Regions from separate parts of the Mus musculus genome. Here region 2 is linked to region 1. A link is a contact called in public promoter capture Hi-C data. All regions are on one chromosome and are shown on one strand. Each heading gives the region's core, a stretch centred on a gene start, on an enhancer-like site or on the middle of the called end of the contact. The rest is flanking DNA. Distances are from core to core; before and after follow the strand shown.

Evidence for each region. Promoter capture Hi-C pulls out the DNA fragments that hold promoters and counts their contacts.
Region 2: a contact with region 1 is called in a promoter capture Hi-C map of pre-B cells. The contact joins the promoter of Kctd9 here to the promoter of Wdfy2 in region 1. A contact is called at or near these places in 1 of 39 promoter capture datasets (pre-B cells) and 1 of 484 Hi-C or Micro-C datasets (CD4 T cells).

What each region holds. Positions count from the first base shown.
Region 1 is chr14:62,835,647-62,839,867 of GRCm38.p6, reverse strand. It overlaps Wdfy2 (WD repeat and FYVE domain containing 2), which reads right to left and starts at 2,178. Exons shown (of 12, transcript NM_175546.4): 1 at 1,811-2,178. The coding sequence starts at 1,947. Gm26536 (predicted gene, 26536) reads left to right here and starts at 1,337. Exons shown (of 2, transcript NR_168886.1): 1 at 1,337-1,743; 2 at 1,848-2,967. Mir8098 (microRNA 8098) reads right to left here and starts at 2,147; the gene lies at 2,011-2,147.
Region 2 is chr14:67,713,521-67,717,611 of GRCm38.p6, reverse strand. Kctd9 (potassium channel tetramerisation domain containing 9) reads right to left here and starts at 1,514. Exons shown (of 12, transcript NM_001111028.1): 1 at 1,228-1,514. The coding sequence starts at 1,275. Cdca2 (cell division cycle associated 2) reads left to right here and starts at 2,002. Exons shown (of 15, transcript NM_001110162.1): 1 at 2,002-2,388; 2 at 2,607-2,670; 3 at 2,756-2,929. The coding sequence starts at 2,607.

The sequences.
Region 1 (4,221 bases), core at 929-3,428:
TATCTTTAGCATTATATCAAGCGGCACTAACATTGCCTTTGAAAAGTAAGAACACAGATCAATTCTTTCTTTTAGGGCAAGCCATATCTAAAACTGCCTTAAAACAGCTACATTCATGGTTGATTGACCCGAAGAAGCAGAGACTTGTCAACCTGAGTAACAAAATTTACAGAGACAAGGACCCAGCATTACTGCAGGGGCCCGATTCCCGGTAACTCCACAGTAAGACAAATTCTGTTATGTACACTGCAAACCAGGGAAGTGAGAGATCATTAGGCACTGCACTTCCTTTGTGCGACGATGAACCGAGACGTGCTCTTCACTTTTCTGCACATATACTTTAGCTTCTCTAGACATGGAACATTACCTCCACTAAAGTTGTTTCCTTCAAGGAAAATACATTGAAATGGGAATCAGACGTTTCTAAACTAATAGCATGGAGCTGAGGTCTGGACAACCTTTCTCCTCCTCCTCCGATTGAGTTTAATGAACTAAAGAATTGCTTACAAATCGGGAATCAATCTCATCTCTAGTAATGGAAAGGGGAAGTTATCAACATATTCCTTCAATATATTTTATAGAAAATATTCCAGAAAGATAATCCTTTGATGACAAATTTTAAGCCCAGAAACAGTCTAATGCAGTCTAAGCATGTTGCACCAAAGGAAAAAATTAAACACTGTCATAAGACTTCTTTATGAATCTCTAACGGCTCCCACATCCACGTCACTCAGTTTCTTCAGTTCTTCCTGGACTGACTGCCATTAGCATATGTTCGCAATGTTTCCCCACAGATCTGCATAGGAAATGAAGTAGGCGCCATGCATATCAAGAATGATGCAGAGGTCGATATGCAATATACACATGCAATACACTCTTCCTTTATATTCAAGAACCTAAGAAACAAATCAAGTAAAAAATGTTTGAATTTACATTAGGTGCTGAAACGATTTTTTTTTAAGTGAGCACTTTTTGCTTTATCTTTGCAATTTTAAGAGTCACAGAATAACTCTACCTCGGCATGATACTAACTTATAATAAGAAAACCTAACTGCCTGTCTGAAGCTAAGAACCCAGACAGTTACATACCTCTGCCACGCTACAACTGATTTTAAAATGCTTGTAGATATTACCCAAATAGTAATTTCAGATATCTTACCCTATCCCCTATATTCAAGCGGCATTCCTCTGGAAATCAAAAACACAGCGCAAAAGGGGAATCCTGAAGGCAGAACCAGAGCTACTTCTGCTAATTAAGCAATCTTGGAAAGGAAGTAGGCAAAGGGAAGGAACTCAAGCAGTTGTCTGCAAAAGTGATCCCTTGCAACTTCCAGTCACTTCCCCTTGAGCTCCAAGACATAAACTTTTAGGAAAGGAAGGCGCCACACGCAGAAGCCCAAAGTTACTCTCTTCACAATTTAATAAGTCCTTGGGTTCGGTGAAAGATGTCCTGGAGATACACAGATTCGGTGAACCGTATAGAAGAAAGAAAATACGTTCCCTTTCTCGTTTGGGTAACCAAACAATGGACCAACTAGCAGCGCCTCCAAATCATCCCGGTGCATGGAGGGTCCTTTAAGCTAAAACACCTGCAAAGCTGGGCGGCTTCTCCCTCTGCCCTTCCCATCCCCAAAACTGGACCAGGTCTGGTGTCTCCTGCACTGTTAACCCAAGGGCCACTCGGACTCCGCCAGGGACCAGTTGCTGAGGCCAAGGCCACCGCGCTGGGAACTGAACCAGTAGGTGCGGTCTACCCTCCCACCAAGCCAGGGCCGGACCTCCGCGCGGCACGGGGACAAGCAGTCAGTACCTGTCCTCCGAGACGCTGATGACACCCTCTTCTTTAGGTACAATCACCGCCATGTTGACCACCTCCTGCGACCCCTCGACCCGCTGCAGCAGGATCGGCTTGCGGGTCAGTGGCTGGGGCTGGATCTCCGCCGCCATCGGAGGGGGCGCGCCCGGGGAGCAGCCGAACGCGCCGGGGGACTTGGCTGAAGAGAACGCTCAGGCTTGCGCTCAGGATCGGGCTGCGAAGCGGAGCGGGCCTTTGGGAGCCAGCGACCATAGCCCTGCCGCCTGTCCAGGGAATGTGCCCGCTCTGGCTTCCAAAACCAACACCGCCGCCACACTAGCCGCAAGCCGGCGCCACCTAAGAGAGTAGGGGGCGGGGAGCAGGGGGCGGGGCGGGGCGGGGCCCTGTCGCAAGGCGGCCAACCCACTTCCGGAGGATGGGCACTAGCAGCCAATGCGCGTGCGTCAGTCCAGGAGCCACTTCCGCCCCGCCGCCCGTAAGTAACCGAGGCCCGCAGTGCTGTCAGGACGCATGCGCCCCGCAGTCCTTTACTTTCCCTTCCACACCCAAAGCTTTGTCCCCTCCCTCATAAAAAAAAAAATCTGTGAATGCGCGTGCCCAGAGCCCCACCCTCTCCAGACTCTGGGGGCGGGGAAAAGCCTACGTCAGCCGCACCGGAAAAGCGCCTGCAGGAAGGATAGAGGCTAAACTAGTTGGGACGTGAGTGTGCATGCGCGCAGATGACTCACCGCTAAGTTTTAACAATAACACACCGGAGAGGGCGCTGTGCTGTCGGCCGTAGAGAAACGGCTCTTGCCAGCACCGCGTGGACTCTTGGGGGTTGTAGTTTCCTCCATCCTCGACGTCCTTGTTCTAGAAAGCAGTAACGCCCACTTCTCAGCCCAGGAGAGATGTGGGCAAACGAAACTCTGCGCCTTCTGTGGGTTATTGCCCAAGTCAGAGGCAGAAATAGTGTAGTATCTAAGAGGGAGAACTAAAGAGCAAGCCCTGCTGAGCAAGACTTCTCTCGGGGTCACACTGCCACCGGTTTTAGTGAGATATGAGGGTAGAGGAAGAAGAGACTCTCATACAAGCTTCTTTGAGGGAGTTTAGAGATCATGGTATCAATCTTCTCTTTGTATTATGAATAAAGGACTCACACTTGAACCTAAGTCTTTTTGTCCAGTCTTGTTTCCAATCCCTAGCAATTGAACATTTTTGCTTTTCCAGTGACAACGGACAGTTAATAAATACAATCACAATATAATATAGAATGACTGTAATAAGGAGAATAAAATGTTGACTGGGCTATGGGGAAATTGGAACTCCTTTACAATTCAGGTGGGGATGTAAAACAGTCTCTTTTGGGGGGGGGGGAATGTAGTATTGCTTCAAAGGATAAACATTGCTACTGTCAGGTCCAAAAGAAACGGTGGGGTACTAGATATCTGTGATTTCCATTAGCATAGCAAAGCAAGGCGAACCTTGAAAGCAAAATGCTAAATGAAAGGAACTAATCATAGAGGACCGTTTATTTTATGATTCCACTTACGTGAAATAATCAGACTAGTGTTTGTACAGAATTGAGAGAGAAAGGAATAAAGCAGTCAGAAGGCTGTCTTCCGTTCATGTATGTCTGTTCGCCAGGTGTGTGCCTGGATCCCTGGAACTGGAGTTATGGAAAGTTGTGAGCTCTAAGTGGGTGCTGTGAGTCAAATGTAGTTCTGGAAGAGTGTCCAGTTCTCTTAACTGCTAAGTCATCTCTACAGGCCCAAGAGAACTATTTTTTCTTTATTTTATAGTGTGTTTGTGTTTGTGTGTGTGTGTGTGTGTGTGTGTGTGTGTGTGTGTGTGTGTGCCTGAGTGCCAATATGTGTACCGCATGTGTGCGGGAGCCCAGCAAGGTCAGAAGAAGTGGACCCCCTGAAACTGTATTTACAACCTATTGTGAGCTACAATATGGGTGCTTGGATTTAAACCCAGGTCCTCTAACAAGTAATCTTAGTTGCTAAACCATCTTTTATAACCTACTACCAAGGCTATTTTTTTTTAAATAAACGTCTTTTTCTTTTAAAGATTTATTTACTTATTATATGTAAGTACACTGTAGCTATCTTCAGACAGACCAGAAGAGGGCATCCGATCTCACCACAGATAATTGTGAGCCACCATGTGGTTTCTGGGATTTGAACTCAGGACCTTCAGAAGAGCAGTCAGTGCTCTTAACCGCTGAGCCATCTCTCCAGCCCCCAAGGCTATTTTTAATAACTGGATTAAAATGACTTCTTTTAGATCAACTTCTCAGTCTTTGATGGCCAATTATGAAAGGGTGTCTGTCAGACAAAGAAAGCCAGGGTCACAGGAGACTCCACAAACCATTTTAGTAACAAACAGTATGTATTTTTTTTCTGGCACATTCCACAAGC
Region 2 (4,091 bases), core at 265-2,764, 4.9 Mb before region 1:
GGAAACTCACAGACAAAACCAAAGTTTTTAAAAATTTAAATAATATACCCAGAGCAAGCCACTCAGTTTTACAGTGACAATAGCATACAGTGAACTCAGAAGAGATTTAGAGCAGAGCTGAGCACTTATGAGGAACTCTGATCACTTCGACTTCAGGGAGTCACACAAGAGTCGACACTGGTGAAAAGTGCTTATCAATACGACTGTTAACACTGGGCACACTAAATCTCTCAATAAAAACCGACACAGTCTACTAGCCAACTACAGCGTGGCCCAGGAACAGCTGATGATCAGAAGTGACAGCCTTTTTAGCCTGTATTTCTGAAGCACTGGCTGAGCTTATGTGGCTACTATTTTTGTGTGAATATCCAATCTTTAAGAAAATAAAATCGCAGAGCACAAACCCCACTGTGGATCAGATTTCCAGAATCTGTTTATTCAAAACTGCAGAGTGGTTGAAGGACATCGCTCCCCTACCCCTCATCACCCCCTTCCCCCGCACCACTTTAATGCCCTTGAATAGTTAGTTCTGCTATGTATACGCGGGGCAATCAGAGTATTCTGGTCAATTACAGAGTGGAGCCAATGTACCTTGAACTGAAACTTTAAAAGGGTTCATTACTTTTGAGACTTTAATCAGGCTTAGGTATGTGTGGGGCAGTCATTTAACCACACATTACTAGTCCGCCAGAAACAGCCAACATTTTCCAAAGAATAACTTTCAAGGGTGGGGCAAGAGGCAGCTGCAACATCGGAAAAATATTTAGCACCACGCCCTCCACAGAGGCCTAAATGCAGCTAAGGCTACTGTCAAATCAAGTCATTCCGAAGGTCTGCTGTCACTGTCCTCTAAGGAATCAAAAACAAGGCGGCACAGTAAAACATGTATAAAAGTTTGCACGGTGGCGGGGCAAGGGGCCCGGGGCACCTTGAGAGAGAAGGAAAGTGGTTCAGACCAGGTCCACATTCTGAGGATGTCACTCGACTGTCCCCTGGAGTTTTCTTCTCCCGACCTGGCCAGGGTCACCCGCCTCCATGATCACTGCCTCCTCCCCGGGCAGAGCATTACTCAGCACCGATAAGGACAGGAAGGCGCAGCGGGAAGGTGGGAGGGGACCTCGGCCAGCTGCTCAGGTGACAGTGGCGCCTCGGAGCCCCGCCGGCAGAGCAGCCCCGGGCTGTCGGAGGCTGCGGGGGTCCCCGGGTCGCGCCCCCGCTACCGCTTACCTTGCCGTTGCTCGGGCTGCCGTTCAAGAACAGCGTGACCCGCCGCATCGCGCCGCCCGCGCCGGGTCCTGAGGGAGCCGCCACCCTCGCTCCCGGCCCGCCACCCGCCGCGCTCCGCGCCCGCGAGACCCCTCCCGCCTCCCACCCGGACTCTCCGCCCTTCGCCACCTTCCTGGTCGGCCCCACACTCCTCACGCACGCACCCTCAGTCCCACACCCCGGGGTTGGCCGATCCTCCTTCCCACCCCGCCCCTAGGCTCCTCAGCCTGCTAGCGGCCCTTCCCCCCAACCGCGCCCAGACCGACGCTGAGCTGCGCCAATCAACACGCTGTACCGGCCAGTATTTAGCCAATCAGAGTCCGGCTGGGGGGTGGGCTCAGAGTAACACTAGACGGCGGTGGAAGGAAAGAGAGGCTGAGGGCTGGTTGACGGAATGGAGTATCAGCGAATCAGAGAAGAACCTACTGGGCAAAGGGCCGCTCTAAGCGTTACTGAGCAGGCGCACGTTGGAGTGTAGGAGTGCTCATTTGCATAAAGAGACTGGGTCTAAGGAAGAGGCGGGACGCCGAAGTCCCATAGACCAATCAGCTCCTCGCTAGGCTTTTGCCCCTTCTACTGTACCCACCCACCGAGGTAACGGTTGGTATCGGGATTGGCTAATAGGGTAAACTAGCCATCCGGCGGTTCTGTCTCGATTGGTCTAGTGATTCATTTTCGAAGTTTCCAGCAGCCAATCCAAGGTTTGGGGTGGCATTTGAAGTGTTGCTCCGCGGAACTCACTGGTAGACCCCAGGACACCTTTTTGCTGCAGCTCTGTCTCGCCAGGGTCATTTAGGGCTGGCCGTGTTTTTTCCGGGATCCACGGAGGTCTCCCTGCGCCGTTCGAAAGCACGAGGGTGAGGCCCGGAGGGAGCGGTACCCACGTCACACGTGGTCCACGGCTCGTGGGTATCCCTCCGCGGGGGCGTGGCCGCGGTTTGAATTTGCTGGCGGGCAAGTGAAGCTTGACCGCTTCGGCCGGACGTGGTGTGTCTGGTGTGCAGCGGCCGGCAGGAGGCCAGCCCGGCTCCCTTCCCCGGCCTCTGGTGCTCTCTGAAACGGAGCCTCCGCGACGCTTGTCGTAGTCGTCCGAGGGAACGCGCAGGGTCCTGGGCGGGAGAGGTAGGCCTGCTATCCGGCCGGGGTTCAGGGATGCAAAGCCCTGATAAATCAGTTCGGTCCGCTTTGTTTAGTCAATAGTACCTCCCGCCGTTTCTTTAATCAGAACGCCCCAGCCTGTGGTCCCCTGGTATTGATTGCCTTAGAGTTCTGTCACATTGTTTTTGGCTTATAGTGAGGTTATTTTTCACATTTTTTTCTCTAACTTCCTCATCTTTTAGATGGATGCGAGTTCACACGACAAGCCTCTCTCTGAATCCAAGGAGTGTGTCCTTAATAATTCTGGTATGTGGTGACCTGTTGCCCTCGTTAGATGGAAGATTTGAGTGTTTTGATGTATTAACACCCCCAATGTGCTGTCCGTTTTCAGAAAATGACGTTTTTAGATTGGGAACTGAACCGTTTGTGACTCCTCAGAAGCATGTAGCAGATGCGACTCCTAATCTTTGCACCCCTGATACCTTTAAGTCACCTTTGGACTTCACCACAGTAACCGTAGAGCAGTTGGGAATTACACCTGAAAGCTTTGTTAAGACCTCTTCCGGTAAGAGAAGTTCTTGGATTGCATAGTTTTTTTTTTCAAATTTAACAGTAACTGTAGTAGGCCCCAATTATACATGTCTGTACTGCCTGACACTCCTTCTGTGTGTATTTATGCTGACCCTGCAGACTTGCTTGTTCGGCACAGCTCAGCAAATAGAGCAATGTTTCTGAATCAGTTGTGCTTTGTGTGCACCCTAGAAAACAGTGTGTATGAAAATCAGAGGGCATTGAAAGGTAGTTGAGAACCGGTAAAAGTGACAAGGCCGTGTGCCTCATTCAAAAATCCCAAACAGAAAATTGACCCAGATAATGATTTTCTTTAGCTTCAGGAATGAAATTCCCAATGGAGAAGTAAATCTAGGGCTAGGGTTCTTTTGGGTTGTAGAATAGCAATTATAAAGAAGGATAACGAGACTGGAAGCCAATCACACCGTGAGCTAGGCGAAGCCAGAGTGACACTCATTCTCTACCGCTCAGAATTATCACATAAAAGACTGGGTCCGTTTTCGTGTGCTTAGGTGTGAGCAGAATTCAGGGTGGCGTGCTGAGGGTGAAGAAGTAGCTTATTCCAGAGTAGAAGAATTTTGAAAAAAATAAGAGCAGGGTATAGCTGGGTCTCACCAGCCCTAACCCACATCGGGACTCTGTTCCAAGGGCCACCATGAGTTTTTAGGACTGAAACTATGAATTTATAAATTAGCCACAGTAAGAGATGTGGCCTACTCATCTGTGGACAGGCTCTCAGAAGCACACCCTCTCCGAGATGCCCTCAAGCTAGATGCGTTTAGAATCAAGCTTAACCGTTGCAAACTATTCTCTCTCTACTTAGATCCCTTATGGGCCCTTACAGGAAGCACTTCTAAGCTTAGCTGAATTGCTAGCCTCACTGCTCTTGAGGCCAAAGTAAAATATTTCGAGGGAGTGACTAAGTGTGCAGCATGCCCAGCATAAGTACTGTACTCAGAGGACGATTCATGTCCTGGGCTGGATGTTGTTAGACAGTGGCTGTGCACTGCTTGCAATGGTATGCTTCCAGTTCGTAGATCGCTTTAAACTGTTCCCATGTGATAGTTTCAGAGCTTGGATGGCTACAGTGAGCAAAGCCACAGCATACTGTAGTTTCAACTGTGCATGGTTGTACCTATAAACAAGGAGAGATTCTT